Linked DNA regions of Mus musculus: region 1 is linked to region 2. A link is a contact called in public Hi-C data. All regions are on one chromosome and are shown on one strand. Each heading gives the region's core, a stretch centred on a gene start, on an enhancer-like site or on the middle of the called end of the contact. The rest is flanking DNA. Distances are from core to core; before and after follow the strand shown.

The links. A called contact is a pair of places that touch in the nucleus more often than the background predicts.
Region 1: a Hi-C map of liver shows a contact between it and region 2, with 2.4 times the contacts expected there. The contact joins two enhancer-like sites. A contact is called at or near these places in 2 of 484 Hi-C or Micro-C datasets (embryonic stem cells and liver) and 2 of 9 other capture datasets (adipose tissue and pancreatic islet).

What each region holds. Positions count from the first base shown.
Region 1 is chr13:96,794,764-96,798,354 of GRCm38.p6, reverse strand. Ankrd31 (ankyrin repeat domain 31) reads right to left here. Exons shown (of 26, transcript NM_001370928.1): 8 at 2,056-2,616. Among named protein-coding and RNA genes, the nearest start is that of Ankrd31, 48 kb to the right of the region's middle. Within about 2 kb of position 2,209, at least 5 of the 459 cell types and tissues checked have an H3K27ac peak or open chromatin away from gene starts, as enhancers often do. A contact at or near this core is called in liver and pancreatic islet, where this site is marked.
Region 2 is chr13:96,653,000-96,656,232 of GRCm38.p6, reverse strand. It overlaps Hmgcr (3-hydroxy-3-methylglutaryl-Coenzyme A reductase), which reads left to right. Exons shown (of 20, transcript NM_008255.2): 13 at 221-379; 14 at 526-683; 15 at 1,312-1,417. Among named protein-coding and RNA genes, the nearest start is that of Hmgcr, 16 kb to the left of the region's middle. Within about 2 kb of position 1,877, at least 11 of the 459 cell types and tissues checked have an H3K27ac peak or open chromatin away from gene starts, as enhancers often do. A contact at or near this core is called in liver and pancreatic islet, where this site is marked.

The DNA.
Region 1 (3,591 bases), core at 960-3,459, 140 kb before region 2:
CTTCATAGGGAGACCTGGGGCAGTGGAAGGATAGAAAAAAAAAAAAGGAAAGACTTTAAAATTACTTTCATCAATATTCAACTTCAAATTTCAAAGGAAAATATAAGGTCCTTTCGGTGCTTAAATTGGCAGGAAATAAGTCATATAGAATATGACACTCATATAAGAACATGACGAAGACCAGATTAACGGTGTGTGTGCTTCCTTGACAGGGGCAAGGTGATATATAACTCCCATATTTTCAAAGCCCAAAGGTGTATCAGGAACTCTTCTCATTTCTCCTTGATAGCCAACTATCGATCAAACTTCTATGAAGACATTTATATTTTACATGTACCACATAAACCTTGAGCTCATTTATGTATCCAGATGTAAAGCTTCTCAAAGAAAGTGTTGAATATTTTAATCACAGCTAAGTTAAGAGTATTTGATGTGAGTCATTCAACATGAATTTTCTTTCTATTTAAAAGGTTTCTCATTTTAAACTTGAAGACTTGCTAAAATCTGTGTTTACTTTACCAACAATAATCATATTTTCTACATTTTAGTCACAGTCCTTTTTCTGATACTAGAACAGTGAAATGTTTAATCATCTTTATCTCCTTAATTAATGTTTTGTTTTCGTTTCTTAATCCTGCAGTGCCTATCTGGTGGGCGACAGGCAGACTACATTGGCATTACTCCAGGCTACATTGGCATTACTCCAGGCTACATTGGCATTACTCCAGGCTTATATGCTGCAAGAAAAACTTGTTTTCTCCAAATCTTCCTGGATGTACATGGAATATTTTGTTAATAGCTAAGAGGAAATAAAAGAAATCTAAGTTTCTATTATTGTTAATTGATTAAGTTATATTTATAATACATTTATATAGCACTTCATAAAAGATTTCAAAGTGCTAAATTTTTTCACACTAAAAATATAAGCAACATATATTTAAAAAATAAGTTGAAATGTATCCTGTATTATACAGTCTTATTTGAATAAAATAAACTTACAAGGAGAAGTCACTGAAGCTGCACCAAACTGTTAACAACGTTTAGAGAGTGAATCTATAGGAGATTTTGTTACCATCCTGTTAGACAATCTTGTAATGCATGACATGTTCTTTTTGGTTTTGACTGATCTGAGACAGGGTTTTACTAAGGCCCCATGCTGGCCTTGAACTCCTGAACTGTTGACCCTGCTGCCTCAGCCTCTCTAATTACGTATGTAACACCATACTTGCCTTTACTTAATTTTATAATAATGAGAATACAAACTGTCAACGTGAAAAGGGAACTTGGCACTTGTTATACATCTACAGGGCCTCAATGCATAATGCTGTAGGAATCCTAAAACCACAATCTATGGCGTTTTACTCTTATTCCAAATAGGGCTCAAAGAAGGCTTAATCCCCATTGTTTGATTGGGTTGTTTGGTTTTTTGGTGATTAACTTCTCGAGTTCTTTATATATTTTGGATGTTAGCCTCTATCTTGTGTGGGGTTAGTGAGGATTCTTTCCCACTCTGTTGGTTGGTGATTTGTCTTATTTACTATGTCCTTTGCCTTACAGGGGGCAAATTTCCTAAACAGAACTCCAATGGCTCATGCTCTAAGATCAAGAATTGATAAATGGGACCTCATGAAACTGGAAAGCTTCCTCCATGTCCAGTTGCAGGGCTCCGTATCTACTCCATACTCAGGTAAATATAGTAATATCCTAAACAAAGAGAAATTTCTGGTAAGAAATTCTTTCCTATTACACTAGAAACTATTGATATGCCTTCTTATGTAGGTTGGGGAGAAAATAATTTTATCTTAATTCCTTGTAAATTCTACCCAGTACTTCTAAAAAGAGCAATCTACGCATGAAGGTTATCTTTCACCAATACCTTCTAGATGTTGGTAACTGGTGAGATGATTAGAATTTAACACACTAAAGATTATTACAGGTCACTACAAAAATTAGCTTCAGATATTCGTACTTGTATAACCACCTGTCCTACTGACAGATGGTGGTTTCACAACCTGAATAACCTGAACTATTTAAATAGTAGAGTAATAAATTCACCTGTGCTATTTGTGTACAATCTTCATCTACCTGAGACATGATGGGCTGCACTGCTAAGCATCCATTTCCACCACTAACACTGCTGCTTTTCTCTTGTCCTTGACAGCTGGGTCCCACATCAGCACCTGTGTTGACAGCTGCCAGCAATTTAGCTGGCAATGCAGCATCAGCCTTGTTTTCTAGTTCATCTCTACCCTGTGCTGCCCAGGCATTCAAAGGGACAGATACAGAACCCAAGGAGTTGCTCAATGTGCTGAACAACTCTTGAGGATTGAAGTCATCCATTACTTCAAGCAGTCTTTCTTCTTGGGTACATTCTGATGATTCTAGTAACTTTTCTAAAGTAGACACAAATGTTTCAAGAGAGCTTTCTTCATCTTTGGTTTCTTTAGATGTCATAGTCTGTGTTACTTCCTCTCCAGGCTCAGAAAGTGTGTTTGGTACTGCTAAGGTCTTCACTGGCTCTGTTAATCTCTCCTTTAATGCAACCAAATCAGGTGCCACAGGAGAAGTCCCTGAGAGAAGACTTACTTCAGGGGAATCTGAGTTTTCTCTTAGTTCCTGTGTGTTACATAAAACAAAGCAATATTTAAAATTAAAAGTTAGGTTTAGAACTCATTTTTATATTAATTTATTTTTTTACCAACTTTCTACTTCATCTATATTACTTTCCTGTATGAAACCAATAATGCCTGAATACATGGTTAAATATTTAACCAAGAGTGGTTAAATGGACCAAGAGCAACATTGGCTAGATCACAGATCACAAATTAATCTTCAACTACGCTTTAACCATCTGTTCCAACAAACAGATGTTCTAGTTAGTTAAATTAACAAATGACCTCAATATGTCACAGCCTAAGTAATGCGAGAAAATTCTTGCCAAATGTTTCTCTCAGTCATAAAATTATAAAATTGATACCACTTCACCTTCTGAATGTATATGCAAATGTGAAATGAGAAAAGAACAGGAAACCAGAGAGGAAAACCGAAGAGATGAGGATGCAAGTGTATGAAATCTTATGAATCCTGACTCTAAACTAATAACCCAAGGTTTTTGTTGTTTAAACATAAAACTTTCCCAGGGAGTTATTTTCAAGAGCAATGCCCTAACAGGTTGTATTTGTTCTTACAAAGTTTTGAATGTCCAATATCAGAATTACTTTTAAAGTTGCTATCCAAATTAGCTACTATGTTACTCAGGAAAATAATGTACTTTATAGGTATTGAAAGTTATGGTTTTCAATCATGTTGGTTGTTCCCCCACAACATATCTCCTACCTCTCTGGCAGGATGCATTATCATCTCCTAAGACTGCTAATAATTTGTTCTAAGTTGAACAAAAGAAGTAAGAAATTAATATATTCTATGTACTACCATTTTATCCAATATCTAGCATATAGAGCTTAATAAAATAAATTTATAATTGTAATGCTAACTATATGTATTTTCCAAAACATGCTGTCCAAAGGTTTTAAAAGTGTTTTTCTCAGATGATCTATTGGGAAATATTGATTTAACCAGTGAAAAATATCA
Region 2 (3,233 bases), core at 628-3,127:
GTAAATTTAGGGTGGGGTTTGGCTTAGTGGTAGAATGTTTACCAAACACTGATGAAGCCCTTGGTTTGATCACTAACACCTTAACAACAAAAAGAATCCATTGAAAGTATTGAAATCTTTTATAGGGGAAAGGTTGAGGAATTGTTAGCGACAGGGACTGAGATGAGTGGTTGTCTGCTACGGTGCAGGGTTTCACCTGTAGCCCACCTGTGTTTCTTAGGTGATGGGAGCTTGCTGTGAGAATGTGATCGGATATATGCCCATCCCTGTTGGAGTGGCAGGGCCTCTGTGCCTGGATGGGAAGGAGTACCAGGTGCCGATGGCAACGACGGAAGGCTGTCTTGTGGCCAGCACTAACAGAGGCTGCAGAGCCATAAGCGTGAGTTGTTTACTTTGTACTCCTTGCTGAACTAGGGAGGAAGGCGGCTGGGCAGGGGAAGGCAACCAGGACAGATTCGGGGACAGACACAAGGACGATGGGAGAAACTGAAGTGGATTAATACAGTCCCATAATCCTCTGCTTAGCTTGGTGGAGGTGCCAGCAGCCGGGTCCTTGCAGATGGGATGACTCGAGGCCCAGTGGTGCGTCTTCCACGTGCTTGTGACTCTGCAGAAGTAAAGACCTGGCTTGAAACACCTGAAGGGTTTGCAGTGATAAAGGAGGCCTTTGATAGCACCAGCAGGTAGGTGTGTGTGTGTGTGTGTGTGTGAGAGAGAACATGTGTGTTCATGTGTTCATATGGATATTGAGCTTGTTCTCTGTGCTAGCTAAATACATTGCCTGCTTAGGGTAATGTAGTGCCCCCTGAATCCATTCATTTAATATGACTAATACTTATTCCTGGTTAGGGTAGATGTTGATGCAGACAAATTGTCCCGTAGAAATACATTGGATTTTAATGGTTGGTAAGGTGGCTCAGCAGGTAAAAGCACTTCCTGTGCAGACCTGGTGGCCTGAGCCACTCAGTAACAGTAAATTAGACAGACAGAAGCCGTCACTGTGACTAGACTGTTAGTTTCCCTAGAGAAGGATTTCCGACAGAGACCATGAGAGTTCGTCTAGCTGTGTTTACTTTGAAGACTGTCACAGTCACACGGAAGCTCATGAGTAATCGAAAGCTCCCGGCCAGTTCAGGCTAGTGTGTCTGCTTTCATCTGGACTTCACGTGTATTAAAGAGTTGGTCCACCTTCTATTCCATGCCTGAGAATGCCTTCATGTGTCTAAAGGAAAAAAAAATACTCCTTGCTGAACTAAGGAGTAAAATGTGAATCTCTTACCTTGGATTAACATAAAACCCTCGTGTTTACAGATTTGCTCGTCTACAGAAACTCCACGTGACGATGGCAGGACGCAACCTCTATATCCGTTTCCAGTCCAGGACGGGGGACGCCATGGGCATGAACATGATCTCTAAGGTGAGCGTGGGCGCTCTGCCTCTCAGGGCTCCATGGTGGGCACCGGGCTGGCCTTGAACTCATGCTGACTCTTGGGCCTTTGCTTTTTGAGTGCTGAGACCATAACTGTGCTACCGTACCCAGCCATACCTCCTATTGATACACCATATCCCTGTGGTACACACCTAACAGAGTTGACTGATTTCACCTTTATTAAAAGCTAACATAGTTTGGTTTGGTAGTGTTTCTGTTTTTTGTTGTTGTTTGTTTTTTTTTCTTTCTTTTAATTAGTTAGATAAAATGTACTTGTGTATATGGGTCTTTTGCCCGCATGAATGTCTGTCCCACATGCGTGCCTGATGTCCATAGAGGCCAGAAGAGGACATGAGATTTCTCTGAACTGGAGTTTGATATGGTTGTGAGCTTCCAGTGGGTGTTGATAATTGGACTTTGGCCCTCAGGAAGAGCAGCCAGAGCTCGTGACTGCAGAGTGGTCTGCCTAGCTGCACTGCTGTGGATCTGACACTGTCTGTGTCCTAAATGTCCTCACAAGGGTTGGAGGGATCTGGGGCTAAAACTTCAGAAGGTTGCCCAGTAACGACTCCTTCCTGAGGAGGCGTGGCCCTGAGGGTTCAGCTCAGTGCAGATTGAGTGTTGTAGGGAGGTGTATGGGCCCCAGATCAGTTCTGAGCACACCCAAGGTACCCCAAAAGAAATTGTCTCCAAATTTTGAAATTGACCTTTTCTAGAGACTTTTTGCTTGCTTTGTGAATGTGTGTGTGTGTGTGTGTGCGTGTGTGTGTGTGTGTGTGTGTGAGAGAGAGAGAGAGAGAGAGAGAGAGAGAGAGAGAGAAGGAAAGGGAGAGGGAGACAGGGTCTCACTGTAGCCTTGGTCTAACCTGGAGCACATTGTGTAGAGCAGGCTAACCTGCAACTCATAGTGAGTTTTTTTGTGTCTGACTCTGACTGCTGGTTTACAGGCAGGTGTTACCTTGCTAAGAAACACCAACTTTAAGATATCAAACCTACTCAGTTTGTTTGTATAATCCATTCATTTTGTTTCCTGAGAGGTTTTTATATGGTATACATTTCATTTTGCTGATAACTTTTTACCCAGAGACAAATTCAAAATGTTAAAATCATCTAGTCAGGCTACAGATTTTTTGTTTATAAAGATTATTCAGAAAGAGGAAAATAACTAAATGCCTAAGAATGAAAAATTGTAAGAAATAGTATGGGGGGTTGTGGTTTTTATTTTTCATACTGTTTTTTAATTGGGTATTTTCTTTATTTACATTTCAAATGGTATCCCCTCCCCCATCCCACCCCCAATTCCCCTGCTCACCAACTCACCCACTCCTGCCTCCTGGCCCTGGCATTCCCCTGTACTGGGGCATAGAGCCTTCATAGAACCAAAGGCCGCTCCTCCCATTGATGACCGACTAGGCCATCCTCAGCTACATAGGCAGCTGGAGCCACGAGTCCCACCATGTGTGCTCTCTGGTTGGTGGTTTAGTCTCGGGAGTGGTTTTTTTAACAGCTTGGAAATAGAACTGCTGTGTCATCTGTCTTCCCGCTCTGCTTTTGGAATTGAAAATGGTCTCAAAGTGCTATCTGTATATTCATGCTCGCAGCATTCATTACTCATACTAGCCAGCAGGAAGGAGTAAGCTAAGTGTTGATTGGGTGGATACGTGCACAAGGGAGAGATGCATTAAAGTAGAACATCATTCTAAGGGAACTCGTCAGTTACCAAAGTCTACACGGTTCCACTTATCTGAGCTAACCAGAGTTGTTAAGTGCATGGGCACCAGTCGAGTGGCACAGGGACAGGAAG